Linked DNA regions of Mus musculus: regions 2, 3, 4, 5 and 6 are each linked to region 1. A link is a contact called in public ChIA-PET, HiChIP or PLAC-seq and promoter capture Hi-C data. All regions are on one chromosome and are shown on one strand. Each heading gives the region's core, a stretch centred on a gene start, on an enhancer-like site or on the middle of the called end of the contact. The rest is flanking DNA. Distances are from core to core; before and after follow the strand shown.

Region 1 (4,616 bases), core at 844-3,343:
CAAGAAATCTTTTCTGGGGCCATGTAGATAGTCATGCTGACCAGTGGGAATGGGGGGTTTACCAGATCTGGGCTAGCGAACGAGCGTGGATCTCTTGCGGTAGCTGGGGTGGGATGCAAACCTGCAGAGTTTCTAGATCCGAGTCGCGATGCAAAAAGAGAAAGAGCTATTAAGGTATGTTCTGGCGGGGTGTGGGTGAAGGAGACACCTCAGCGGGCCCATGCCATGGCATCCTCCCCCCCCCCCCCCCCCAGAGACCACACACAGGCATAGCATAGAACGGAGTTTATTTAGGGCATGGGGAGGGGAGTTAAAAGGGTAGCAGAGACAGAGAGAAGGAGAGAGGAGAGAAGCAGAGGCCAGCCATGGCTACATGGGGGGTGAGGGTGGGGAATGGGAGCAAGGGGGCAAGACCTAAGAGAGAGGCAAGAGAGTAGGAGGGTAAGAGAGAGGAGGGGTCAAGCAATCCCTTTTATACTGGGCCAAGCCTATCTAGCTGTTGCCAGGTAACTGTGAGGAGGAGCATACCTGGCTGCTGGCAGGAACTGTGGGGGTGGAGTTTAGACAGAATTCCAACACACTCCACCTACTCAAAGCAGAAATCTCTACTATATTAAACTCAGTAATCAGTTACTAGCTGAAATCATACCTGGTCTAAGCACTGAAAATAAATGACTATTGTATGCTCAGCCATAAAAGGGACACCATCTCCTCCAAGGCTCAAGGAACCTCACAAAAGAAAGGTGTCAAACTCATGGGACAAGAGCAAGATCACTACAACAAAGTTTGAGGCAAATTTGGAGCAAGTTTTATTAAGTACTGGCCAGGACGTGGACACTGGTACAAGGTCCACACCCAGGATAACCAGAGAATGGCACCAAATTACATTAGGTGGAGCCTTATGAAGGCCAACCCAGCTTCTCCTCAACAGAAGTCTGACAAGACCCTCTTGGGTTTCTTCAGGTAACACTGCCTTTATTTAGATTCATGGCTCTAGCCAGGCTCTGCCGCTGCTGACAGAGCAAAGTGTCGTGGCAGAAATTCCAGTAGAGAAATTGAAGCAGAAGGATGGTAAATTCAAGGTCAGATCGGAGGATGGGGGTTAAAGAGTATCCATGATTATACATAGAGTTTGAGGTCAGTCAGCGTTGCACGAGAGCTTGTCTCAAACCCAAAAAAGGAGGAAGAAAGGAAAGAAAAAAAAAGGCTGGAGAAATACCTACAGATCAGTGTAGTTAAGAGTTAATTGTGCTCACTGATCTCGCAAAAGACTAAAATCATTTCCAGTGCCTGCACTGGGTGCCTCACAACTGCCTGTAACTGCAGCTCCCGGGGCTCCATTTACCATCTCTTAGGATCTAGTTGGACACCTCATCCTCTCCGGGTGGGGGAAGGAAAGAGAAGAGTAAGAGGGGAGAAGAGAAGGAGGAAGAGAAGGTGGAGGAGGACGAGGAGGAGGGTGTTAAAATGTTTGGTGAGTGAAGACCCAGATCAAGTACTCTTTACGTTTTGTTTTATTTTCAAAGCAATAAGAGTAGGAAAGGTACTCTTAGAGGTGAGGGAGGTTTTGGTACTTTTACCAACTGGGGTTAAATACAGCCACTAATGCCTACTGTGGTCCTACAGGAGTGGGGAGGTTCTACCGAGCAAATGAATGTGGTTTACCTTGAAAGCCGGGTGTGGTGGCTCACGTCTGCAGTTCTAGCACTTGGGAGACTGAGGAACACGAGATACCTAGTTAAGTCCCAGACTTGCAGCTTGATACCCCTGTCCTGACTCTAACCCAACTAAATTAAACCATCCCAACCACCCTTAAAAGTAAGGTTTTTACAATACTGTTTTGTGAGGAAGAGAAAAATGCTGCTACCACGGCAGCCGATGTCTCAGGATCCTTTATTTCTCTGTTCTTCCACAACTGTCACACTGACAACCGGGAACACCAACGACTGCGTTCTGTCCATCCAAGAAGAAAACCGGCAAACTCGTTCCGAGTTCAGGCGCTCCCTGTGTGTCTGCGCACGCTCAGGAGCAACTCAGGTCTTGCCAGGTTGGGCCGCGCTCGGAGGGCGGAGCGCTTGCCACGTGGTCTTGGTGACGTCATCTCCGGGCGCCGAGGGTGACTGGACCTACGGTGGGCGCCCGGCGCTGCGGTTCACTCTGGTTCCGAGGGCGGAAGTGCCCGTCGGGCTGTTTTCTGACCCGGGCGGCAGCACTGTGCGGCTGCGCGCGCACTGGGACTTCTGCTCCTGCGCCTCTGCAGGACAGTGTGATCCCGGCAGACAGAACCCGACCGAGCGGCTTTCGCGCTGCGGGAAGCCGGAGCAGAGCCGGCACCTCGGGTAGGGCTCATGTGTGTCCCGGGCGTGGAAGTGTGGGGCGGGAGTGGGACCGGGCAGGGGCAGGGGCTGCGGGCGAGCGGCCCGTGTAAAGAGCGCACCCGGAGGGATGGCGGGGGAGGCGGTGCCGCTGGGCGGAGGTGGGGTTGGCGAGACACCGGCCCGGGAGCCCTTGGGCAGTCTAGCTGTCCCTTTGGGTAGTTAGTATGTCAGTTCCTTACTAAGGTAGGAAATGTAGCATCGAGTCTGGAGCTCAAGTTAAGGACTTGCATTTTATTTAAATCGTAATTGTTTCGGTGCTTTTTGATTCTATCTAAACGCAGACTGTTTCTCTTCGATGCAGTTCTTTGAGTCTCAGTTTAATTTTAGTACTTAATACTAACAAATGCATTTTTCTGTTAGTAGAACACTTTCGTTTATTTAGTTACTTTGTTGAAATTGCTCTCAAAGAATATAAACTTGAGGAACCTAAGAATCTGGGTGGCATGTAGGTTTTTCTCCCAAAGCATGTAGCATTGTTTTCACTGAGAAAGCATAGCAAGTCTTCACTAGTCAGAACCCCAGGAGCAGTTGACTATCTAAAGCCTTCTAGAATTCACCTGATAAGTATCTTGGGTCCTTGATACCGAGTATTTGAGTCAGATGCAAATATTCTGACTTCATTAAAATTATTGTTTGAATTGAAATTTGAGAACAAGAACATTGGCTTTATGGTAGTTGTCTTGGCAGGTGAGAATGTTACACTAAGTTTAATTGTACTTTGAGCCCAGTTTTGTGGCCTGTACCTTTAATTCCAGCAGTGGAGGTGGGGTGAAGGCAGGAAAATCAGGAGTTTAAGGCCAGCCTTGGCTATTTAGTGAGTTTGCTGCAATCCTAGAGGGCATGGTACTCTTTGCAACACACAGACAACATCCTCCAAAGCCCAAAAACAACCTAGCATTTTTTGGCCCTGCATTGGATCTTGAGCAGCACAAAACCAAACTATAACCCGAAAACAAAACAAACCCCAACTGTGATTGCCCACGTTTCTAATCCTTGTGCTAGAGAAGCTGAGGAAGGAAGGTTGCTTTGGGTTGGAGGCCAGCCTGTACTACAGAGCAAGACTCTTGTCTCCGAAAAGAACACACAAACACACACACACAGCTTTAATCCCGGTCTGCATAGTGAGTTTTAGACTAATCAGAGTGACACAGTGAGCACCTGTCCCAAGGGGAAAAAAGTATTTTCCAGGTGATAGAAAGTTCTAGAAAAAGGATAAGCCAATGAAATGGAATGGGTAGGGGTGGTGGTGTGCATGGGAGATCTAGTGCTGTTCACAGAAAAGGTATGTGAGTGAGGCTAAGCTACATGGAAAGGCCATTGGAGCATACTAGCCAATTCCAGGGGCAAATAGGAGTGCTTAGAGATGAGACAAGGTCATTGTGGGACTTTGTAAAGACTTATTTTTTTTTTCCATTTTAATCATAAAGTGACCAGGTTTTGCCTGCATATCCATATGCCCATCATATTTATGCCTAGTGCCCATCAAGGAGTCTGCTAGAACTAGAGGTACTGAAGGATGTGAACCACCATGTGGGACTGAGAGTCAAACCCATGTGCTCTGCAAGTGCAGCCGGAATTCTTTACTGCTGAACCATCTATTTTTTACTTTTACTTTTTTTTTTTTTTTGAGACAGGGTCTCATTCTGTGGCCTTGTATCAGGCTGGACTTGAACTCATAGCTATCTGCTTGCCTCTGCCTTCTGAGGGCTGGGATTAAAAGTTCAGATTCCTTCCTTCCACCCTTCCTTTTCTTTCCTCCCCAACTCACTCCTTCGTCTCTTTGTCTCTCTGTCTCTGTACAGGATTTCTTTGTGTATTCCTGACTGTTCTGGAACTTGCTCTATAGACCAGGCTGGCATTGAACTCAGAGATCCACTTGCCTCTGCCTCCCAGAGCTGAGATTAAAAGCCTATACCACCACCACCTGGCTCTACTTTTAACTGTCTCTTTTACTGTTTTTTTTCAAATTGGTTTCTCGAAACAAGGTTTCTCAGTGTAACAGCCCTGGATGTCATGGACCTTGCCTTGTTGACCAGGCTAGCCTTGAACTCACAGAGATTGTCCCAAGCAAGAAGGTAGATACACATAGTATACAAAAGTTATATTTTATTACATAGTATACAAAAGTTATATTTTATTACATAGTATACAAAAGTTATATTTTATTACGCTGAGGGTCATTACACAAGGTTCACATTTAAATTCCTAACTATGGTCCTAAGCCTATCTTCACCAAAG
Region 2 (4,616 bases), core at 735-3,234, 720 kb after region 1:
AAGCCTGGTGCAGAAGCTCACTCCTCTGATCCATCACCGAGGAGGCTAAGGCAAGAGAGTCTCCCTGTGCTCCAGGCCAGCCTGGAAAGGATACTGAGTCCAAAGCTACCCTTGGCCAAGTAAACCCTGTAAACAAACAAAAATAGAAAAACAGACAAAAAACCCCACTTCACATGACATGTAGTTTTGAAGCATAAGGATATCCCGTGCAGGGTGTTGAATAGTATAATTCATGCCATAGTCCTCGTAGCCCATGGATAACATCAGGACGGGTGCAACAAAACACTGGCCTGCAGGACCTCTGTGACCCAACACTACAATAGGTAGAAGACAGAGAGGATTGGAACTTAGGAACCCCAGCCTACTCACCAAACCCTCAGAGTCCCTGGGAATTACTCTTGAAAAAGTCGAGGGAACAACTAACTCATTGGTTGAACTCTAGAGTTCTTCCCTCCCAGGCTTCGAAGGAAGCCCAGAGCTCCATAGTAGTAAACTGAGCTTCTGAGTCCCAGGTCTCTGGAGGTAGAACTCTAGTCTACATTGTCCCCAGAGCCTGCTGACCTTCTACCTTTCTATCGGCCTTTAGTTCAGGGCAATGATGTAACCTCCCAGAGAGGATTAAAGTTAAATGAGAAAAAGAAAGTGGAGACTAGATGGGCAACAGTCATAAACTCCAAAGGGCTCAGGAGAAGGAGTTTGGCCAGTAGGAACTCATGTTATTGGACTTATTACACTGTCAAAATTGCCTTTTTCTGTGTCCGTTTCTTCCAGTAGGCATTGAGCCAGTCTTCCAATGAAGGGAGAACCTGGGTTTTATTTTGTTTCCATTTTATTCTCAGAACAAAGCACAGTGCCTCTCAAGACACGTTACCTAATAAAGGAAAGAGTAATTAATGCCAGGCACAGGGTCAAACAGAGTTAGTCCAGTAAAGACAATTCAAAGGGCTTTAGATGGAGATGTCCTGTGAATGAAACAAGCAAGAGTTCAAGTCTAGAGGGCAGACTGAGGCAATACAAAGCTAAGCTAAGCTCCAAATAAATCCCAGGCTTTCCCTTCTGATTCTGACTCTGTTCATCTCTCTCTTGGGAGGATGGACAAACTGCTCAGTTATTCCAAATTTATCAAAGAGTGGTTTATTACATCAACCTCACTAGCAGCTTCATGAGAAGATTAAATAAGATATTTAAAAAGTCACCTCTAGCTGCAGGTATAACTCAGCAGCAGAACGCATGCCTAACATGCATGAGGTTCAAGCCCCCACTACCAAAAGGTTAAATTGTGCTAGCTCCTGCCTGCACTCAGCAAGTTGCTGCTATTAAAGAAAGGAAGGAAGAAGCAGATTCTGTAATTCCGATAGCTAATAAGCATCATCCAATGTTGGGGAGGTCTGAGACCAGAGATAAGAATCTAGTCTCCAAAATGAGCAAGCCAATGATGATAGACCTGGTAGAGACTAAAATTGCAAGCCAAGGAGTGAAGATCCAGGCAAAGGATCTTTTATGCCAGGCATGGAAGGCTTAGAGGAGAGAGTATGGTTTGAACGTGTTCCAAGAACTTTCGAAGGCTGGGGGGCCTTCCGTGCCTTAAAGTAGAGCTGCTCACGGTGAGTAGGCAGGCATGAGCTCATCTGAGGCTAATAGGTGCACCTGGCAAGAGCAGGGATGAGAAGGGATGTGAAGCCAGACAGCTCATGACAGCTACACAGAAGGTGGTCAATAAATAGCTGTTGATAATTTACTCTCATCATTAGAACCACTGTGCCAAGGTGCTGTGAGCCATAAGCCTTCATTTGACTACAAGACTCTTGCTTGAATTAGGCAAAATTGATCATCTTAGTTGTATGGTCTTATTCAGAAGCTCTGGAGTGAAGAGTGCTTCCTAAATGACTCCTCTCGTCTCATTTAGGGAGTCTGGCTTCTCTTCTGGAATGTGTCATTCAGCTGCAACCAGTCACGTAGGAAGCAGCACCTTTGACAGCCTGGCAGCAATCTTCTGTGACTGAAATGTGACTCACGTTGGACATTGTTAGAATGGGTCTGGAGTCCCTCTCTCCTGAGCCACCCCCTCTTGCTAAGGTAGTATAGTAATTGGGCTCGCAGATCAAGTAGTGACTCTGAGATTCTCCAGCTCCCACCAACTGTTGCTCGAGCATGCAGCCTTTGAAGGTCAGTTGAGCTGTTTTGTTTTGCTTTTTTTTTTTTTTTTTTTTTTGCTTTTTTTCCCTTTTTTCTCTTCTGAGTAACGAATCTGTTTCTGAGCAGGAGCACAACAGGCCTCGTGCAGAATACAAAGTTTTCTTGTAAAAATGTCAGTTGCAATAAAGGGAATCTGGAGCCAGCCTGGCAGCCTGGGGGCTGTTATAGGGATGAAGTCAGAGCCTCAGCTTGTGTCTACATGACACCAAACATCCAGTTAAAAAGTGAAAAACTCAAGCAGCCGTCCAGATGTTTTGTCTGCCGGATGCCAAGCACCCTGATGTTTTCAACTATCCAGATGTTTGGCATCAGGCAGCCCAATAACCAAAATCTGGAACCATGTAGGTGTTTGGTATCTTGTAGACACAGCCTTGGATGGTAAAGCAAAGGCTAGGACGTTGGACTTCATTCCCCCGACCCCCAACGCCCCCCCAGGAGCTAAGAACCTGTGGAGACTTCCTGAGACTGGATGAAAGTATTCTGTTTTAAAAGTGGAAAGGGCTTAGAGTCAAGCAGATAGGTGAGCAAGAGTTTCCCAGCAGAATGGATACACAGAAAGGAAGCAACAACAAACCATACTTTAGTTCAAATGGCTCAACTGGCCAATCTAACTGTTAGGATGCCCATTCTTTAACTACTTGGGAGTGGGGTTGGTCAAGGCGTTCTGATGCTAATCAAACCAGATTCTGCCAGGCAGTGGTGGCACACACCTTTAATCCCAGCACTTGGGAGGCAGAGGCAGGCAAATTTCTGAGTTCGAGGCCAGTCTGGTCTACAGAGTGAATTCCAGGACAGCCAGGGCTACACAGAGAAACCCTGTCTCAAAAAAACAAAAAAAAAAAAAAACAAAAAAAAAACAAAAAAAAAAAACAAAAAACAAAAAACAAAACACCAAAAACAAACAAAAAAACAACCAGATTCTACTTCAAGCCAGTGATCCTGAGCTTTCAGGAGAACTTCTGACCATCTCTTCTGTTTTCATGACCTGTTGGACTATGGAAAACTTAAATCATGAAAAATAACATATAAGGAGGGAGAGAGAGAGAGAGAGCACGCACATGCGCAGGGAAGTTTGAAAACACCACAAGATAAAAGGAACAATAAGGCCACCGTAATGACAGGGATGAAGCAGAGTCATGCGACAGAAGAGAACCTGCACATCTGTGCTTTTTCTTCTTTATAACTTCGTCAAGAAAACAGGAAAAACAGTGTGCACAAACCACAAGTGGAAAATTTTGTTTTTCTGTTCCAATTTTGGTAGTAGAATCCAGTAGGAAGAAAAGCGACCACTCTGATTGTCTTCTATAGGCTTGCAATATACAATTCATCATTGTCTCGTGCATCCTATGATTGTGAGTTAGTCGTTATTACTCACTGTGATGGAGGGGAATTCCTCTCCTACCACATCTGCCGTTCTGACTTTGCAGTAGAGGCTAGTGTCTGCCCGGCCCTTTTCCACTCCTGGATTCCACATTATCCTTCTCTCTTACGGGATGGCTCCTTCTCTTTGGCATTTTGTTACCAAAACTTGAATCAAACATTTTAAACTTTTATTGTGACAATGATAATGACAGTGAGGGCAAACAACTCCAATTAGTCTGTCAATACCATCATTGTTGAATTAATCTGGAGATTAGCAATAGCCAATATACACATAATTTGGTCTCCTTAAAGGAGACAGACATCTGCTTTCCTTGGCAACAGTCTGTTTCCAGGCCTTTACTTGATACCATGTGCGTGCCTAACCCCTGTTTCCAACAATGGCTTTTATCCTTGAGGTTTGGTAGTATAGTTAATTGATGCCTTTATCTTTACATGAGAGATGCCAGCTCACATCAAAAAAAAAAAAAAAAAAAAGAAGAAGAAGAAGAAGAAGAAGAAGAAGAAAAGAGGAAAAAAACCACCAAAAACATACTACAAACACTTGGCTTTATATTGCTGGAACTAGAGAAGCTCAAAGCTAGATTCAGCATTAGAGAAAAATAAAGATCGCTTTCATCCACGTCGCTGAGAGCAGTGCTTGTATCCTCTCGTCTTTTCCTGCCATTGTTGAGAACTAAATGAATACTTGAGGGTGAACATTAAAATTCTGTGTGTTGCCTTTGAAAAACACAAGTGTCAGAACGAGAAAGGTGAGACATGTGTTTCCTGGAAGAGAAAGAGAAGTGACCCAGACACTGCTGAAGAGACCATTTTTCCAGTGTGCTGAGAGGGAGGGGCCGAGAAGCATGCCCTGTCCAGAAGGCAGGATGAGTTGTATATGTTACACACATGGCAAATATGAAGTCAGGGGGGCTTATTTTGTCTCAGTTGCTCTGCACATTGGGATACCTGTGCACAGAACAAAGCATAACAATGGGGTTATTAATAATCCTGCAGAAAATCAATACTTTCAGTAGGCCCATGGTTTCGTTGTGTTC
Region 3 (4,616 bases), core at 715-3,214, 690 kb before region 1:
CAGACACAGCAGTCTTTTGTGTTTGCTTTTGAGATAGGGCCTTGCTTCGTAACCTTGGATAGCCTGGAACTTGCTCATGTAGACCAGGCTGGCCTGGAACTTGCAGTGAGTGATCTTCCCGCCTGTGCCTTCTTAGAGCTTGGTTTCCAGGCATGCACTATCACAGCTGGTGTACATTAATTGCTTAATAACACATCGGTTACAGTGTCACCATCACCTGCGTTTTACAGAAGAAGCAGCCCCAGCTTTTTGTCCAAAGTAAAAAAGAAAAAAAAAAAAAAAAAAAAAAAAAAAGAATGTCTCATAGCATTTGGGCCGATACCTGGCTCCAGAGGCTGTGTTGTTAACTACGGCACCAACACATTTCCTTAAACTAATACCGAGAGGGAGGGGAGAGAGATCAAGTTGGAGGAAGGAGGGGCAAGAATGGAGAACTGAGGGGCAGAAAAAACAAGCCTAGGGCACAAAACAAAACAAAACCCCCAAACCAAATGGAAGCCAGGAATAACTCCAGGAGTAGCCCCATAGCCTGTTGTCCTGAAGAAACTCTGAAGACGGCGCCCTTGGGGTTAGGCGCTATTGAGTCAGTCCTTGCGCCACCCTGGGAGAGGAGCGCCGCCGTTGCTGGGCACAGAACGACCTTTCTATACAGTGTGCTAACTGTTAAACAGAAAGTTCACTGGCGCTATACAAAAATTCCTGTGCGCCCAAGCACACCTCACACGTGGAAAGTTACTGAGCGGTTGTGGCTGACTTGGTAAGGCTCAGGCAGCCACAAACCAACGACTGTGGAGTCCATTGTCAGCTTGCTGCCATAAAACTTTGTTTTTACGAGGCTGTTCTGCAAAAATTGAAATTTAAACAAATTTCCACCGTTGCTAGGTTTGCTTTGTTTTGCTTTAAGGTCTGTAAAACACGTGGGCTAAACTTTAAATAGGAAGGTCCTAAACCCTGTGATTAAAGATTAGAAAATATTCTACCACTAAGTTGTTTTAAAGTTTGCTTTGAAGTTTTCACAAAAGAAGGTCGAAAGAAAGATTCCACTAAAATGTACAGACGGATGACTAATCTTTCTGAATCGGTTTGTCAAATTACTTAAAGGCAACTATGGGTGGAAATGGCTTGAATAAGAAAGCGTTCGAACGCTGAGCAAGTACTGTGCCACAGAGGCAGAACAAGCACGTCCCCAGAAACGTGGAGAATACTGGGACCGAAACCCAGTCCCTCGCAATGTCCCGCCCCGTGGCCGAGCGCAGCTGGCTGTTGCCTAGGTCCGGTTGGATGCTCCCGGGTATGGCCGGGTGCGCGATGCTTGATGCAGCACTAGAGGAACTCAAAACACAAAGCAAGCAGCCAGGGGCGGCCGCCCAGCCGAGCATACTCACGGCTGGGGCCCGGGATCCTGGCGATCCCTGCCGTGCAGCCGCCAAGGGACAGTGCGTGGCGACGCCCGGTCTCCTCCTCGCCAACCCCGCGCACCACGGCCCGGGGACCTGCCAAGCCTGTCCCGTTCCCCCTTGCAGCCGGCACTTGACAAAAACCAGCCCTGAGCTCCGCGCAGTCTGCGCGGCGCCCGCGGCTTCGACTTTTCGTGTTGGGGGGTAAGATGGCAGGGCCGGGGAAACAAAGGAAACTTGGGCCGGCCGGCGTGTGTGGTTCGTGTGCTCGCCCCAGGTCCCGTGTGGGAGTCGCCTGCGCCTGTGCATGCAGCCTGCCCGGGGAAACCCTAGCTGTGCCAGAGCCCGGGGCGCCCGCCCACCTGCCGCGCTGGCCGCCCCGGGACATCCCAAGTCACCCCGGGCCGGTGCAGGCGGCGGGGGAGGGGCCGTGAGAGCCGCACAGGAGGGTGGGGGTGGGGGCGGGGAGGCGGCGGGGGAGGAGGAGAGCACGGGTGGGCGGGCGCCGCACGTCACGGCTATTGTGGCTGTCCCGGTATATAAGGTCCCGCCGGCCGGCCGCGCTCCCCACCTTGCCTGCGCCCGCGCGAGCTTAGCAGATCTCCACTTACCGAACATCTAGAGAGTCGCGCCGCGCGCCGACGGAGCGGACATGGGCAGAGCGATGGTGGCCAGGCTAGGGCTGGGGTTGCTGCTTCTGGCACTGCTCCTACCCACGCAGGTGAGACCCTGTTCTCGATTGGGCACTGGAGACGCGTCCTGGGGCTTGTGTGTGTGTGTTCGCGCGCGCGTAGGAGGGGCAAAGTCTTTGCCTCCGGCCAGGCACTGGGGTAGGGGGAGAATTTTGTGTAACTGACTTGGGGAACTCGTGGTGTGGATTCCCTCGAGAGAGCGCCCCCTTCCCTTCTCACGGAAGGTCTTCGCGCTCCCTGCGAACCACACAAAGAGAGGGAACGGTCCCCTTCGGGGGAGCGTGGCACACGCCCATCCTCCACCGTCCAAACTGGTTTGGAGATCACCCAGGAAGCCCTGGTTGTGGCTTTATCTCCCACAGGTCTTGAAGCTTAGTTAGGGACCTCCCGACTGCACAAACTCTCGCGGTGCGACCCCACACCTCCATCCCTGGCCACCTTAGGAGCCCCATCCCAACCTAGAATCCCCGGGCATTATAGAGACGGAGGGCAGGACTGTAGTGTCCCGATTCTCCGTCAGGCTTTGTCCTAGTCCACAGACGCTTCCTCTCTTAGATTTGTCCCGGGTACAGATCTTGCCCCCCAACGCCATGGGTGGCGCTGCTCTAGCTGCGTTAGGGTGAAGGCGCCGCGCCCAGAATGAGACCTGGAGCTGAGCCTGAGAGACTGGGACGGGACTCAGAGAATCCGACTGTAGCTTTTCACTGCGGTTGGTTCGCTTAGGGATGTCCCTAGGGCTTTTTGCCCCTGAAAAGTTGGGAGCGCCGGATTTTTGGTCCCTAGAGATCCAGGGTCCGGGCTCACCTGGGAGAGCAGCCCAAGAGCTTGAGGCGCGCTTCGTCTTCCCCTTCTCAGGCAGGGTAACTATACCCCATTGTCTTCTCGCTGCGGGTTGACTGTGCCCCGGGGCCTTTCTCAGTTCACCCGATCCCCCATCTAGGAGGGGCTGGGCATCGTGAAACTGGTTGGTCTCACTCAGATTCCCTTCTCCCCAGGGCGCCCCCCCCCCCCGAAATGTTGAGAGGGAGGTGTTGGTTAAACAAATCAAGGGAGATTGGTGGAGAAAAACTGTTTAATGCCAATTTAATAATTAACGTAAAATTTTGTTGATGGTGTTAGAGAGGACCTCTAGACTCAGACTGAACATTGGGCTCCTTTTTCATCATCATTATTATTATTATTTAGTTTTTTTGTCACCTGCTGTACTAAAAGCTCTTTGTATAAATGAAGAGCGGTTACTTTCCGGTACCCCTAAGACAGGCTCCCTGTTTTAAACAACTTAGCATATTAATGTTTTCCTTTTTGTGTGAATGCCACTTCCCGATAGGACAAGCTCTCTTACACACAGTAGGCACCCAGTAAGTATAATTGACTGGATCAGGTGTGGCTAATCTACTTTGGACACAATTTGCACATTTCTTCAGTCAATATTTGGTTAATGACCTTACGCCTGTAGAACAAAAGGTGCTGATGTGGGAGGGCTTATCAAGGGGCCGCCGAAAGTACGTGTGGCTAGATTCTTTGCTGGGTGCCACGTCGCCCTCTCTCTTGCTTGTAATCGGAAGCTCTAGCAAGCCCTGGCAAACCCTCCTTTCAGTGAGGGCTAAAAACTCGGATCAGCCTTTGTTCCATGACAAAGGAGAGTATCACGTGCCTCGCCGGACTGTGCATTTCACGGCTTGCAAAAGCAGCGGTGAATGTGCCACTAGGTTGCTGGGACACAGGGAAAGCCTTGGTTTCGGTCACAGCGTCTAGTCAGTCACCAGGCAATGAGCTGGTGAAATTTAACTCCAAACCCCGCCTTATGTGAAAGGGAGGATGTTTTAACTGAAATCCTTCTGCCGCAGAGCAAGGAGTCTCCGATATTTATTTGAAATGCAGATTAAATTAATCACTGTTGCTGCTAACCTCTGGCGCTGGCAGTGAAGCCTGGCCCCTGAGCGACATCCCTAGGGTGGCCAGCTCCCAGTTTTCAATTTGAGACATTTTTTTTTTCAGGTTTTGGGAAGGGTTATAATTTCAAGATTTCAAATGAGCAGATAGGATACCCAATGTCCTTTTCAGTTTTAAATGTTAAGATACTTCCTTAAAGCAGGCTGTGTGAAGCCAGAGACTCAGCATATCAGGCCAGGCTGTGTGGTCCAGCAAACTCTTAGATCTCAGTCACCACGCAAGTCACCATGCAGACACACGGCCCCTACGCCTCCCTCCCCCTGTTTTGATTGGTTTTGAGATAAGCCCCACTATGAACTGCTGACTGGGCTGGGTTTTTGTTGTTGTTGTTGACTAGAATTTAGAGAGACCTGCCTGCCTCTGCTTCCTCCTGAGTGCCAAGATTAAAGGTGTATGCCACAATTCTTGGCCACACCCAAATTTTCTTCTCTCTCTCTCTCTCTCTCTCTCTCTCTCTCTCTCTCTCTCTCTCTCTCTCTTTCCAGGAATCAAATCTCATAATAGATGGTTGTAAGCCACCACCATATGGTTTCTGGGATTTGAACTCAGAACCTCTGGAAGAGCAGCCAATGCT
Region 4 (4,616 bases), core at 790-3,289, 620 kb after region 1:
TGAATCTCCACTCTAGCTCCAAGGGTATGAGTCCCTCCAGAAGCTTCCTCCTAGTGGATTCACTGCTGCCCAAGATTCTTGGCCCTTTTCTCCATTGTACGCTCAGAGGAGGAAGAAGTGTTTTATTCAGGAGCATAGGCCTAGAAGATTTCCTTGGGTAACCTACTCATGTAAAGAGAAATCCTCCCAGGAGCCCTGCCCTTGCTTTCTTTAACTCTAAGCTCCCCCATTGTGTTTTCAAGATAGGCTTCCTTTTGACCCCAGGCAGGTCAGGCAGGCCATATGTTCAAGGGAGCCCTCAATCCCCACTGAGTTGCTCAAGCCTATAGCCCCCAATGCTCTCCTGAGTCTCTACAATCTCCTCTCCTCCCACTTCTCTGATCCCCAAAACATTGTGTGTGCTCTCCGAGCCTTTCTGTTTCCCCCTGTACACAGTCCCGTCCATTGCTTCAAATGCCCTCCTTCATTTTTCCCATAAGAAGCTGAACTAAAGAATATATTAGGTGTGTTCCATGGTACCTAAACCTGTTTCAAAACTGGATTGAGCCATGTAATGAAAAGCAAAAGAACTCTTTCTCTGAGACAATAATTTATTTCTCTCCAGTGAGATGAATAGATCTTATTTCTAAGAGCCTCCAGCTATCTGACTGTGTGACTCACTAGCATTTTACAAGATGTATGAGAATCCTATGTCTTTAAGGTTGAAGATTCATTCCATGGGGAAGATCTTCAGTATCTTCCATGTTATACCAACGCAAGCTAAGTATACTTGACCTACTACATCTGTTCCTCTCATCTATTTGATCAAGTTCATGCTTTTGCTATTATATGCATGGAAGGGCTCTGTTGTATTTTTTATTTAGTAATGCATTCTAGCTCATATGTACATGAGGATTTTTGTTTCAATTGTGACCCTTGATCTGGAACTTTCTATTCTGTGTATAGAGAATGGAGAAATAATTGGGCAAATCGTGGCCAATCTTATAAAAGTTCACAGATGCCTCTTTGAATGCAACAGTTCATAATGATTTAAACGAGACTTTGTGCCCTAACTTTCATCTCAATATATGAGGTGGGTGGTGGGGGAGGGAGGAAGTGGATCGATGGCCAAAACTGAGTTTTGATCCCTGCTCTCACCCGGGCCCTACCCACAAACACCATCTAAAGCAAGACCAGTTGTCAGCACTTCATTCATGAGCATCATTACCAAAATTCCACAATTCACTTATGGTATCAAAGGTTTGTTTTAATGGAAATAATTTATATGGCATCTTCTCTGGGAAGAATCAGAAAGGTCCATTTGCTGTCTTGACTTTGAACATTGTGGTCTGAGTTCAGTTACATGCTTCAGAGTCAAAAGCCTGCTGCAGCCCACACTAAAATGGATGCTACAGATGTCACCCAGAACCCATGGAAACACAGAACTTAGAGTCGGGAAGGAAAGTGAAGAGGGAGGTTTTCTCTTCTGACATCTCTCTAACAACTGTGTCTAACCTGAAAATGTGGCTCCAATCCTTCTCAGAACTATTATTTTCTTTACAGCAAAGTTCTAAAAACTTGGTTTCTTTTGATTTCTCCCCCCCTGGCAGGAAAATGACACATTTGGGGCCAAGGCATTAAAGTGTGGTCTCTTGGGAAAAGGGGGGAGGGCTATTGCTCTCGAGCCCACAAACAGTTGCAGGTGCAAAAAATGTGCACACGAAAAGGGAGGTCTGGTAGAGGCCCTTTTAAAATGTGGCCTTTTAAGTTCAATAAATCTCTTTGCTCTCCCCTTTGTGAGCTGTGTGCGTTCCTCCCACACTCTAATGCACATTTCAGTCTCCAATGTGGCCTCCAGAAGGAATCTCCGTGTTTGTTGTGAAGTTTTCCGTAATTACATAATCATTGAAGTCTGTGAGGTGGCTGAAAAATGCAAACCCGGGGATTACAGTAACATAATTAGGCTGCTTCCTGTAAGAGCCAAGCTTCTCGGGTCAGGCTTTGATTGGCTGCCCTCGGACCCTTCCTTTTCCTCAGTGAATCACAGCTCAATGGGCCTTTCTGCAGGCCAACTGCTGCGAGGCATTTTAACAGCGTGCTTTTTGTGCGCCCTGAATGAGTTCTGTACACACCCTCTGCATCAGTTTGATTAAGAAGGCAGGGGCAGGGGAGCCAGAGGGCTGTGGTTTCTCGGATGCCTTCGTGTCTGTGTGGTGACAGAGCCAATGCTTACTTTGTCTGGGCCGCAGTACCTTGACTCATCTGGTGGTGTCTAGAAGCCTTGAGTCCTGGCTTTGGGGTATTGGTAGCAAGAAAGAGAAGAAAGGGCAGAGAAAAGCTGAGTTTTGCGTGTGTAATGGAATTTGGTAGCTGATGTGCATCATTCATTCTCAGGTGGGTAGGGAAGATGATATATCACAAACAACCCGCCCACAAATAGCTTTCTATTCTAGGCAGTGTCATAACCATAACCCAAACCTAACCCTTTCTATTATGGGCTACATTGGCCCATAGGATCTACTTCCTCCTCTCCTAACCACTCTTGGAAATGGGAAATGATTCTTCTTGAGCTTCTGTGTCCATCTTTCTCCTCCTTTTGATAATCTCAGCGCACATGGAGGCCTCAGAAAAGTATAAAGTCCAGGTAACACTGATTACTTTGAAAATAAGGATAGTCATTTAGGAAACTTAAAAAAAAAAACACTTGATTTGGTGGATTCTTATTAAAAATCATCAATTGCTCATCAGTGGTCCCAAGTCAGGGGAGCAGCTGTCAAGTAAGGGAAGATGACCAGAAGGAAATCTTCCCCTTAATTTAATCCTGCACCAATGAGCAGAATAAGATGTCAGAGTTTTTTGTTTGGAAAAAAAAAATAGTAGAGTAGTTCAAATGGAGACAGACATCTAATTGTCAGGAGCATCCAATGGACTTGATGGCCACAGCATTTCTCTTAAGCAGATAGCTCGTTCATCACAGTGGGTAAAGGCCCAAGTGGGAATGTTCTGAAAGTCTTTCCTCTACTTTGGAAGATTCTCTTGCTCTGTTTTCAAGAACCCTTCAGGTCTTCTCATCCATTCTGTTGGGTTTCCTCGCAGAGAAAATTCCAGTTTCACTAAATATTCTTTCTTTGTGTCTACACTTTCAAAGTCTTAACATAACTGTGTTTCTTGATACACATTTCCTAAGTGAGGGTGTCTTTAGGAAGTGAACAAAGCACTGCAAATTTTGACTGAATCACGTTTTTGAAAATAGTGCTTTGTCCTCCTCTCTGTCAACGCCAAAAACCAAAGCTCTTGCTGATATACAGTACATCTAAACTATCCATGGGGGAGCTAAGCAACCATAAAGAAATGAAAGATTGCCTTTGCTGTATAAGTTGAAACTAGTATAAGAAACTTAGATTATATTAGAATTCTCTTCATTTTAGTTATCTCAAAAATATTTCAGTAGGGCCCTTAAAAGTAAAATAAAACTAAGTTGCTGCAAATATGATTCAGGTTGAAAGGAGACATACTCATGTCAATGCGTGTGTGTGTGTGTGTGTGTGTGTGTGTGTGTGTGTGTGTGTGTATACACTCACACACACAAGGTTTCAGCTCCTCTGAGGTTGCTATACTGAGGATCTTAGGTACTTGCTGTTTTACAGTAGATGTTTTCCACAGAACAGGCTTTTCTACTGGCCAACTTCAAAATTGGCTCCCTGCAGAGAAGTCTGGGTTGAAAGAAGGACAAACAAGACAGAGGCCATGGTCACTTTCAACCCTCTTCTTGGAAGTATTCATTGTCTCTCTCTTCATATTTAACTAGTTAGAAGTAGAGGTGTGTGGCCAGATAAAATCTCTGCTTAGAGGAAGAGAGTTGCACACTTCACAAACACCAGAAGGTAGGGCTCACTGGGAGCATCTTTGATGCCATCTACCACTTATTGTCCACAGAGTTCTCAATTCTTCCTTGCACTCACCTCGAGGCTCTGACTATAATCAGTATGTGAGCCTTCCAGGAGAATCAATAAAAGCCCTTGGTAAAGGGTAGAACTTCAGCTTTCTTCAAGTTATTGAATTATTATTCACTCAGAAGACATGCAACCAATTCTATAGGCATTGGCAAAGATAAGCCATCTGTGCCCAAGTAAAAACCTACTTGATATTAGTTATTACATTACCATCTGCCTCAGAATTAGTTATGTCACCCTAGTGACCTATTGCTAAACAGTAAGGTATCCAAACTTAGCAGCTTAAAATAAATAAGCATTATTTTTATATACAGAGCTCTATGAGTCAGAAATTCAGACGTGCCTGATTAGGGTTCCTACAGTCTCTCAAGAAGCTGTAGTCAAGATGTTGATTAAAGCTGTCATCACCTAAAGGCTTAGTGGAGGCTAAGTATCTACTTATTTGGTGGCCACTCTCCTGTCAGCAAGATACTGGTGAGTCTCTAAAGAGCTTCAGGTCCTTACCACGTGGTCACTCTACCGGATTGTTTTCGTGGGTTCATTATATGGTATCTGACCTTCCCCAGAAAAATGGAACTTAAATTGATTATGAGATGCCCAGGAAATGTTTTAAATCTCAGTTTCGATTCTTCTCTTAATGTTTATCTACCTGGCAGGCACAAGATGGGTGAATTCCAGAGGACT
Region 5 (4,616 bases), core at 908-3,407, 590 kb after region 1:
CTACACCATGGGACCAGGAGAGGCCCTCACTGCTTCTGTCAGAGGTATTCATGTGCCAAAGTATTAAATGAAGAAGCTATTTGATTTAGGGGTTAAATTAGACACTGCTCATCTCTAATCATATACATTATATTTGGTATCATGATAGCATGAAGGGAGTAATCTCATGCTGTCCTAAAATGTACAGAAATAGAACTAAGATAAGTACTGTAACTTTTCAATGGAAGACAAGTCCTAGGATGCCAGTCACTAATGGTTCCATGCTGATTTTTTTTTTTTTTTGACATCCATGGCATTAGCCAATGGCATCCTAGGAAACATGTGTCATTGCAGACAATAAAGCAGTGCAGTTCCAGGCAAAAATTCCTGAACATAATTTGAGCTAGCCTCAGGTAGCTTCCTAATGGGCTAGCTTCCCTGGTTATTCCATTGTGCTTTAAGAGAAAACAACACAAACATGTCCCCTCCAACCCAAACATGTCCCCTCCAACACAAACATGTCCCCGCCCACTTGCCCCCTAAATCTGGTTTTGAGTTTCACTGGAGTTCAAAACCTCCTTGTGGCCACTGTGCCATCCTGGCTGCTTGTATTGTATTTTGTGAGTAGAAAGCACTCCTTCCTCTTAGGCTCTGCCACATTTGCTGAAGTTTTTCTTAGGATCATGAGCTTTTTGTAACAGTGAATGTGAGCTTTGGTCATCATATGTTCTTTCTTATAAATATCCACAGCACCTTATAGTCAGCAAGTTGCATCTACATACACACATACCACACTAGCACACACACACACACACACACACACACACACACACACACACACACACGAAGACAGATTCATGGTTCATGGCTGTACCTCCTACCATTTTCTATGGAATTTCTATGGAATGCTTAGCCAAACCAAAAAAGAGCTTTCCTACCATATGAAGGTAGAGTCACCTTGGCAGAGCAGAAAGCAGTTTTTAAGGCAGGGTAGCAGGTTCTAGAGGAAGAGCAACAGAACAAGAGCTGTAACCGCAGAAAAAGCTTACCGTTCCTCCTATTAGCATACTTATGAGTGGAAAGACCAAGTCAGGAGCACTCAACAAAGGCGTAAGTGTAGACACACGTATGCTGAGCTTTGGGGCAGCTCTGGGCAAGGGACAGTCCCAGCAGGCCTGGAATCTTGCTATGGTTATCTTTCCACTGCAATTCTTTAGTTCCCTTCTCCTGATGATCTGGCCAGTTTGTCTCCTTTAGAAAGGAATTTAGTTGTGTTTACGTTTGTCTCACGTGTGTAAAACAGGAATGCATCCATCTTGGCACAGGGTAGAGATGATTTAGCTTCAGAGGGGTTTTCTAAACTTGAAGCACTATGTCATGAAGAGGCGGCTTCCTAAAACGTATGCTGCCTAGTTGTGGCCTTCCATACTAAGGGGCTCTGAGCATGCGTGTGGGCACTCCGTCCTCCTCCCAGAACACTATCCACATCATTCTGTTTAAATCTCGTCGAGAGGAGCCATCCTGAGAGTGGCTGCCAGGGGAGCCAGACTCTTGCGTGTTGTCTTCTCTTTCCTCTCCAGAGTTGGTCCCTCGTGTTTAAAGAAAGAGACTCTCAAAGTCAGGAAGCTAGTCAGACATCCAAACTATGTAGTGACGTCGAGGCCTCTGTGAACCGGAAACAGACATGGACTGCATCCCTTTCCGACCCAATCAGTTCCAAACATCGACCTCTAGTGCTTGTGGGGCTTGGCTGTTGGCCCAACCTGTACCCTTTGCAGAGGCAATGTACAGGTCATGGAGGTCACTCTTATTTTTTGTTTTTACTGTTTAAAGAGAGAGTTGGGTGTATAATCTTGGCACTTTTACAGGAGGCTAGTGGAGGAGAAGAAAGAGGAAAAAGTAAGACTGTTTTTAATTCATCAAACCGCTGCTGATTTAGGAATAATAAACACAAGTCTGTTTCCTTGATTGTTTTATAAATAGCAAATATTTGGGTGAGGAATCTGATAAGTGCGCAGACTATAGGGATTGTTTATCAAAATGATGCGTCAGTTAAAAAACAAAACAAAACCAACAACAACCCCCACCCCCAAACCCTTGAGTCTGTCTGTAAGATTCCCTCAGTCTGGTTCCCAAGGTCCTTAGTCATCATTCCCCTGTCCTTTGAACTGGATCAAAGCAACACAGGGCCTCTGAGGGGAAAGATTGGTTCCATTATGCAAAAGGCAATAAGGTAGTGCCCTTCCCAGCAGTTAATAGGCAGGAATGTTGTAAAATACTGTGTGGTTTTCAAATACCAAGGCGGAAGTTTTCTGGTTCACAGTCTCCCTAGTCATCGAGACTGGCCTTCTGGCTTTTTCGGGCGTTTGCCAACTGTTTCCATGTTAGGCAGAGAATCTGCGTCCAAAATTTGGGGGCTGCCTGGTACTTCACTAGGTCAGCTGTATGCACGGATCCCCGGCTGCTGCTTGCCTGGTTCTCGGGTTTCAACAGTACTGAGTTACTGTAAGAACCTCCTGACTTAAGCCACTGACCCAAACATAAAGCAAATTGCATTTAAATGAGCAACGCAGGCCCTGAGGAGAATAGAAGGGAAATGTATAAACTGTGGTCACTCCATTCTTCTGATATTTAAAAATTAAAATGGAAATTTTTTTGCCCATTTGGATTGTGGGGAACTTTTGGGTGGAGACATTTTTCTGAAGCTCCTGCAAGCGGCATATTGATTTTTTTTTAATTATTAGACAACAAAGGGGAAGGTAAGAAGGTGATTGCTTTACGATATTTCTTTATTCAACAAACACTTTTTGAGCATTGGTCATGGCCAAGGTAGAGAGCCAGGTTCCAAGGAGAGAGTAGTAAATGGGAACGATTTGGCTCCAGGAGAGAATGCACTCACTCAGTGTCTCGTGGTTCTCGAGGAGAAGAACCACCTCACGGGGAGAAAAGGAACTGTTCACCCCCAGGGCAGCTCTATTCGTCTCCTACGTGACTGGTTTTCAACCTAGAACCCCAGGAAGCCGAAAGTCACCAAAGCCCATGGCTTTTTCACACTCTGTTTGGTAGTTCCAGATGCACAAGTCCTCCCATACTAAAGTGTAGCCCTCTTTGTTTCTATGCCTGACACAGAGTTAAACAAACCCTCCCCACCTTCCAAAGCACAAACTCCAGCCTCGAAGCAAGATCCACTGCGCCTGGAGACAGTGTTATAATCCTTACCTGTGGGCTCTCTGCATATGACTCCTTCATGAACTTCAAAGTTGCTTCTAATCCAAAAATCAAGAGAGCAGCTGCGGGGCTGCAGCTTGGCTTGGCAGTTAAGACTGTGTACTGCTCTTGCAGAGAAACCAAGTTCAGTTCCAAGGATTCACAGTGGGTCACACACAACTGCATGTAACTCCAGCTCTGGGGGATCCAGCGCTGCTGGCCTATGGTGTTGCCCATACTCATGCGTATACTCTCTCTCACAACCCCAACAATGTAGAAGAAAATAATCTTGAAAATAGAGACAATATCTGGGTTGGTTTTTTTCTTTGTTTGTTTGTTTTGTTTTGTATTGTCTGTAGACAGCATTTCTGTAGTTCAGGCTGGCTTAGAACTTACAGAAATCCTCCTGCCTCAGCCTACCAAGTACTAGGATTACAGCCATAAGCCACCACACCCAATTAAAACTATCTTCTTTCAACCAAATTTATCTCAGAATCCTGGAAGGTTTCAAAGCATCCTTAAAGCAAATTATCAGAGGTGCTTACAGGATGAAAGCCTCAAATGGGTTAATCTTGGACCTGGGGAGGCATAAAACTCCATCAGGTTTTTAGCAGTCAAGGAGAAGAGTCCCTGTCATCTCCCAAAGGCACAGGCACCATGTCTATCACAGATGAGATATAAACAAATAGGAAGACAAGGTGATCTTGCTTTCCTGAAGAAATATTTTACTGTCAGGGATTTGTTACACACAATTCATTCCCTCAAGAAAACAATATAAGTGTGTGTGTGTGTGTGTGTGTGTGTGTGTGTGTGTGTGTGTGTGTCCTTTTGACCAGCTCAAATGAAATGCACTACTACCTCAAAAACCAATTTCACTGGAGTCTCTTTCTGTAAGTCTGACATCATGTTAACTTTACCTAAAGGTCAAAACCACTTTCCAACTATGGAAACCTGTGTTAAAGCTTTACCATAGCTCTCACTTGAGCATTTACTCCTCCAGAGCCTTTGCAAGTGTGTGGATAATTTATGGCTTGTTTTATGGGCAGAGAAACTGAAATGGCTAACCATTAACAGGTTGTGTTTTCCTAAAGTTACCCAGTAGGTAATTAGTAGATTTAAGAAGACAATCCAGGACTGAAAACTTGCAGTTTGTTGGCCTTCCTCTCAGACCTTTATACCCTTGCTAATCCCACAGGCAATGCTATAAGAATATAAGAAACCAATATTGGGGACCTCAGTGGACTATTACCTCATAAAATAGATAGCAGGCCATTGTGATGGGGGGGCCTAATGTCCCTTTGTCTGAATTTGCTTCAATTTAGTGTTGTTAATAAAGCAAGAGAGGAAGCAGTCTGCCCTGTGTCCTTGGCGTTATAGGATGTATCCCCTTCTCTTACACACACACACACACACACACACACACACACACA
Region 6 (4,616 bases), core at 1,248-3,747, 550 kb after region 1:
CACTGAAACCAAGAGACAAAAAAAGATATGTATTCATTCTAATAGTTAACTTGAAGATGAATTCCCAGTTTTAAATATTATCATGGATAAGCCCCAGCATCAACTAGGGTGGATGAAAAGACATTGGACCACGCTTTTCCAGTCACTTAGTTCTCTTACATCAACTTTGGCCAAGAGAATGCCTAACCCCAGCAAGGAGCTATGGGACCTATATTACCATGAGTGTCTTAAGTACACTCATTCCTGTCATTGCTATCAAGTACTTTCTCTTTTCTGTATTCATATCCTGTTCTCAGTACAGGAGCCATAAGTGACAGTAGGGACATGCCTAGGCAATGGGGGATGGGCAGTGGAAAGTAAGTATGAGAAAGTACTGCCGAGACAACAAGATAAAACACCTAGAATGCAGCTCAACTTCAAGAGAAGATGGAAAGCTATCTTTTCCCAGACTCAACCATGCTGAAGAGTTCAAAAGGAAAACAGAGAATTGGTAGATTGAAAATGAAGAAAACATCGAAGGAAGCAGACATACAAATGTATGCTTGTTGGTCACGCTCCCACCCCACTCCAATTAACATTTGTAAAAGCTAGATTAATGGTGGCCCATTTATATGGATGCATTTACTGTCCTGTGGATTTCTCCTACATCAATATTAACAAATTTAACAGTAATAGATGACCGAAAAGAAATGACTGAATTCTGAGATTGAGCAAGCTTTTTTCCACTTAGCTCAGACCACTGAAAGATGAGCCCTATGTGAGAAATGGAAAGGGTAAAGAAACAGTATGTATCAAAAACAAAAGATAAGTTTAAAATTTTCTATCAAGAGCTATTCTTTGTCAAGGGCATGCTAGATTCTTTGGAGTCAAGTTTAGTCTCTCTCTCTCTCTCTCTTTCTCTCTCTCTCTCTCTCTCTCTCTCTCTCTCTCTCTCACACACACACACACACACACACACACACACACACACACACACACACAGAAGTGTAACAACACTTCTCATAACACAAACTACAAGAAAATGGAGTTATAGCAATCCTTTTAACCTGAAAGTGTGCTCCAGAAAACAGGTATCGTTGGCCAAAGCAGCTCAGTTCAAATCTCAAGAGCCCTAGATACGAGGAGCCAGAAATTCTTAGAAGGAACACAGTCTGTAGGACGCAGGGATTATACCAGCTAGAAAAGTGAATGAAAACTGATAGCTCCCTTGACTTCTGTTTGTCAAGGAGATTGTCACTGTTGACAGGGATGGCTGGCCCTGGGGAAAATGGGCAAGATAAAACTTGACAGAAACACTTGGGAGGAAATTTGACACTAGTAAAAACCACAGGTGTGAGTGAAACCACTCAGTAAAAGTTGGGTTGTTTTTCAGGGTCTGATGTTCTACGCAGTTCTAGTTCAAATTTAGAAGTTTGAGTGAACCATGTGGGGATGTTAAAACACAGAAGGCATTCCCCAGAGCCAGCAGAAGCATTGTACAATCACTACTCTCAGGGTACTCTCTAAGCTATTTAGGTTTGCTGAATGCACAAACAGCTCAGTGTTTTTAAGGGAAACACCCTGAAGCAGATAATAACTTGATCTCCGGGCACACTGAGCCCAGGGTTGTGTCCCAGAACCACTGTTTATTAGTTTGACTTCTCATAATTTCATTTTCTATGCCCCGGACTTCTAATTTTAATTGGAGATAATATTTCTATCTGATGGAAAGGATAATTGGAGAATCAAAGGAGACAATGAATGCGTTTAATGTTTGCTATGGTGCCTGGCACGTGGGAAGAGCTTCTTGAATCTTAGATATGGGTTTTATATTGATAGAATCATACAATAGCAACACTAATAAGAACAAACTTTTAAAGCCAAGCCAACATTTTTTTGACATAGGCTCTTACTAAGTAGCCCAGGCTAGCCTTGAAATCTTAAGGGCTGGGATTAAAGATTAGTTTCTTGAAATCTGCACCTGAACAAAGAAGAGATACTCTGATCTCCAAGAAAGATAAATGAAAATCTTCGTTTTTGTTTGTTTGTTTTTTCCTCCTCCCTCCCTCCATTCCTTTCCTTGTCACTCTTGGTTGTTCTCTGATAAGCTCCTTGTACCCTACACCTATGTTTCAGAGCCTGTAAGCAATCTTGAGTACCCTACTGCTGGCTTCTACTGGTCTCCACACTGCCCTTGCTTGAAAGGGATTTATTCACTATGTTCACAAGAGACATGGATCATGGTTCAGAGAGAAAGAGATTGAGAGAGGGAGAGAGAGAGGGAGAGAGAGGGAGAGAGAGAGAGGGAGGGAGAGAGAGAGAGAGAGAGAGAGAGAGAGAGGGAGAGAGAGAGAAAGCATATTGCTTTATTATTTTACAAGCAGGCTTACAATAGCACCCTCTATTTATAAGTAACATTAGGCTCTTTGTTTCTTGCTTACCTCCTTTAGCAGAGTAAGCAAGGCAAAGCAGGCCACTTTCTAGTAGATTGTGAGAAGATAGACAGCAGCATTAGCTTCACTGTGGGTTTGATGTGGAGAACAGAGTCAAAAGGAGATATTCTTGTGGGTTTCTATATGACTGAGAGGCAGCAAAGCTCTTGCTGTGGCAGCCGATTAAAACGAATGACATTCTGATCACCAAATGTTAATAGGTCCAAGTGGAAGTGTGGTGACCAAAGTTGAGTCATAACTTGAAAGGAAACCAGTCTTACCCATGTTTTTTTTTTTTTTTTTTTTTTGTTCTTTAGTGAAGACCCTTACTAAGCTCTTTGAAGACCATGGCTTTCTACAAAGGAGCAGCACAGCTACCGTTGGTCACAGCAAGTGGCTCTTCACACTCTTCAGTCTGAACAAGAACCAGTTATGAGAAGCTAGGGTTTTACTTACTTTTGGTGTGGTTAGCATTGGTGGGAAGGCAACTTACTGGTCTCTCCATTTATTAACATCATTGATCTTTGGGGTTTTCTATTGTTGGTCTGGCTAGCTTGGTTAAGGCTAACATCCTTTTGCCACGGAGAGTCTTGCAAAGTTCCTCCTCATCTGGCCTGTGGCTGAGCGAGGGGCTCTTCTGAGCCTCTTTGAAACCTATTTGGAACATTCCTAAACAGCAAAACTTAGACTGTTAAGTGATTTTTTTTTAGGGTACTTAATTATGGAGACCTCTGTCCTAATGCTTGAATTTGCATCTTTGTCCTCGATTTTTTTTCTTTAGGGGAACTCTAATATCTATTCCAGAATAGATATTCAACTTGGATTGATTATAATTGGGGAGGGATTGGATTTTATCTGGAACATGAAATAAACAATTCCTAACACTTCTTTATCAAAAACTACACAAAAGAGTGTTCATATTTTCATGTCAGAACAAACCTGTTACTCTAAAGTTTTGATATTATTTCTCAAAATTTTCATACCTGCTATTGTTCATATGTAAAGAAGCACCCAATGTTCTGTTTCAGTTAGTCTGCAGAGTGAAACAACATTTATAACACCCACTTTCATTGTTTATTAGAAAGTTAAAAGCCACAGTTCAGTGTAGGATGGGAAACAAGGAATTGTCTCTGAGTTCCTCTGTGGAGCTTCTGGCTTGTGCCCTCACAGCTCAGAAGCACTTCTCATCCTTCATATAGAGACTATTCTGTTTAGAAGTTGGTAAGTACACGTGTAGCTGCTTCTTTCCAGGAATACTTACTCCTTTCTTGCCACTCTCCAGACAGTAAGCTAATTTCTCAGAGTGAAACACAAGGAAACACCACCACTCAGTACACCCTGCATGCTTTCTACTGTGAGAAGGTATACCAGAAGCCAGCCTCCAGAGATCTGCTGAGCACAGTCTTTAAACGAGGTGACAGCTCATTGACCACTCTTTACATGGAACAAGATTTTCATTCCAATAGCTGAAATTTCTAAGAGCAACAAAACACAGCTAATATTCTCACTTTCCTATTTGAAGACACCTGCAATTCTCCATACACTTATGAGAAATCTGTGTGATAGAAGTTCACCTCTACAATTTACAAGAGGAAAAAAAGAAGTGGACTTTCTCATGACGTGAGCTTCCAAAATTATCATCTCATAACCAAGAAGAATACAGTCAATATAGAAGCTCATAGTAGTGGGGGAAACAGAGGCCCAACTGGCTATCTTTTGTCACCAAATGAAGCTTCTAGTACTGAGATTGGGTTACATCTAATTGAATTGTTGGCCAAAGGGATCCTATGGCACCCCCAAACAGCACAGGCTTTTGGCAAGACTATAGTCGGTTTTCCACAAACAGACAGCAAGTTCCCATGATGAAGACAATATCTACACAACTCATTGAACATGGAGAAGTTGACCTTGTACCTACATAAAGCCCTCACTGTTAAGTTTTAGCATCTTAGGTATAAGAAGGTACTATGTGCATGACCAAAAGAGATATGTAAACACTAAACCAGCTACAAACCTTTTCATCTACAATGGTGTCCTGCCTACAAGATAAACTAGGGCAATGGTAGCATCAAACTTATGGAAGTGACCAACCACCATCAGATTTGAATTAAGTCCCAATCCACAAGATTGGCCCCATACCTCATATTTCTTGAATGGCCAAGAACCAGAGACCAGACAGCTCAGGAACCAAGGTTAAAACCAAAT

The links. Promoter capture Hi-C pulls out the DNA fragments that hold promoters and counts their contacts. ChIA-PET counts read pairs in DNA pulled down with a chosen protein or histone mark. HiChIP or PLAC-seq counts read pairs in DNA pulled down with a chosen protein or histone mark.
Region 2: an H3K4me3 HiChIP or PLAC-seq map of embryonic limb bud shows a contact between it and region 1, with 3 times the contacts expected there. The contact joins the enhancer-like site here to the promoter of Atg5 in region 1. A contact is called at or near these places in 15 of 39 promoter capture datasets (the 3T3-L1 cell line, the C10 cell line, embryonic stem cells and 8 more), 2 of 484 Hi-C or Micro-C datasets (bone marrow-derived macrophages and nephron progenitors), 19 of 115 datasets of contacts at active chromatin or transcription factors (the 230-238 cell line, T-cell acute lymphoblastic leukemia, acute myeloid leukemia and 13 more) and 2 of 9 other capture datasets (adipose tissue and liver).
Region 3: an H3K27ac HiChIP or PLAC-seq map of embryonic stem cells shows a contact between it and region 1, with 7 times the contacts expected there. The contact joins the promoter of Cd24a here to the promoter of Atg5 in region 1. A contact is called at or near these places in 2 of 39 promoter capture datasets (embryonic stem cells and stem cell-derived epiblast-like cells), 4 of 484 Hi-C or Micro-C datasets (all in embryonic stem cells), 12 of 115 datasets of contacts at active chromatin or transcription factors (T-cell acute lymphoblastic leukemia, astrocytes, bone marrow-derived macrophages and 5 more) and 3 of 9 other capture datasets (adipose tissue, embryonic stem cells and liver).
Region 4: a contact with region 1 is called in an H3K4me3 HiChIP or PLAC-seq map of embryonic basal ganglia, with 6 times the contacts expected there. The contact joins the enhancer-like site here to the promoter of Atg5 in region 1. A contact is called at or near these places in 12 of 39 promoter capture datasets (the 3T3-L1 cell line, 3T3-L1-derived adipocytes, the C10 cell line and 7 more), 1 of 484 Hi-C or Micro-C datasets (bone marrow-derived macrophages), 7 of 115 datasets of contacts at active chromatin or transcription factors (acute myeloid leukemia, astrocytes, bone marrow-derived macrophages and 3 more) and 1 of 9 other capture datasets (liver).
Region 5: a contact with region 1 is called in a promoter capture Hi-C map of stem cell-derived epiblast-like cells, with 3 times the contacts expected there. The contact joins the enhancer-like site here to the promoter of Atg5 in region 1. A contact is called at or near these places in 13 of 39 promoter capture datasets (the 3T3-L1 cell line, cranial neural crest, embryonic stem cells and 8 more), 1 of 484 Hi-C or Micro-C datasets (bone marrow-derived macrophages), 7 of 115 datasets of contacts at active chromatin or transcription factors (bone marrow-derived macrophages, embryonic forebrain, embryonic stem cells and 2 more) and 2 of 9 other capture datasets (embryonic stem cells and liver).
Region 6: an RNA polymerase II ChIA-PET map of effector CD8 T cells shows a contact between it and region 1, with 8 read pairs. The contact joins the enhancer-like site here to the promoter of Atg5 in region 1. A contact is called at or near these places in 8 of 39 promoter capture datasets (the 3T3-L1 cell line, embryonic stem cells, liver and 3 more), 8 of 115 datasets of contacts at active chromatin or transcription factors (the 230-238 cell line, CD8 T cells, bone marrow-derived macrophages and 4 more) and 1 of 9 other capture datasets (liver).

Annotation. Positions count from the first base shown.
Region 1 is chr10:44,266,246-44,270,861 of GRCm38.p6, forward strand. It overlaps Atg5 (autophagy related 5), which reads left to right and starts at 2,094. Exons shown (of 8, transcript NM_053069.6): 1 at 2,094-2,339. Gm40637 (a long non-coding RNA gene) reads right to left here and starts at 1,957. Exons shown (of 2, transcript XR_871625.2): 1 at 1,868-1,957; 2 at 1,497-1,716.
Region 2 is chr10:44,985,422-44,990,037 of GRCm38.p6, forward strand. No RefSeq gene overlaps it. Among named protein-coding and RNA genes, the nearest start is that of Gm40639, 37 kb to the right of the region's middle. Within about 2 kb of position 1,985, at least 17 of the 459 cell types and tissues checked have an H3K27ac peak or open chromatin away from gene starts, as enhancers often do. A contact at or near this core is called in embryonic limb bud, where this site is marked.
Region 3 is chr10:43,577,205-43,581,820 of GRCm38.p6, forward strand. Cd24a (CD24a antigen) reads left to right here and starts at 1,965. Exons shown (of 2, transcript NM_009846.2): 1 at 1,965-2,118. The coding sequence starts at 2,050.
Region 4 is chr10:44,885,447-44,890,062 of GRCm38.p6, forward strand. No RefSeq gene overlaps it. Among named protein-coding and RNA genes, the nearest start is that of Gm40638, 56 kb to the right of the region's middle. Within about 2 kb of position 2,040, at least 56 of the 459 cell types and tissues checked have an H3K27ac peak or open chromatin away from gene starts, as enhancers often do. A contact at or near this core is called in astrocytes, embryonic basal ganglia and trophoblast stem cells, where this site is marked.
Region 5 is chr10:44,860,179-44,864,794 of GRCm38.p6, forward strand. No RefSeq gene overlaps it. Among named protein-coding and RNA genes, the nearest start is that of Gm40638, 81 kb to the right of the region's middle. Within about 2 kb of position 2,158, at least 38 of the 459 cell types and tissues checked have an H3K27ac peak or open chromatin away from gene starts, as enhancers often do.
Region 6 is chr10:44,819,259-44,823,874 of GRCm38.p6, forward strand. No RefSeq gene overlaps it. Among named protein-coding and RNA genes, the nearest start is that of 4930431F10Rik, 83 kb to the left of the region's middle. Within about 2 kb of position 2,498, at least 13 of the 459 cell types and tissues checked have an H3K27ac peak or open chromatin away from gene starts, as enhancers often do. A contact at or near this core is called in CD8 T cells and effector CD8 T cells, where this site is marked.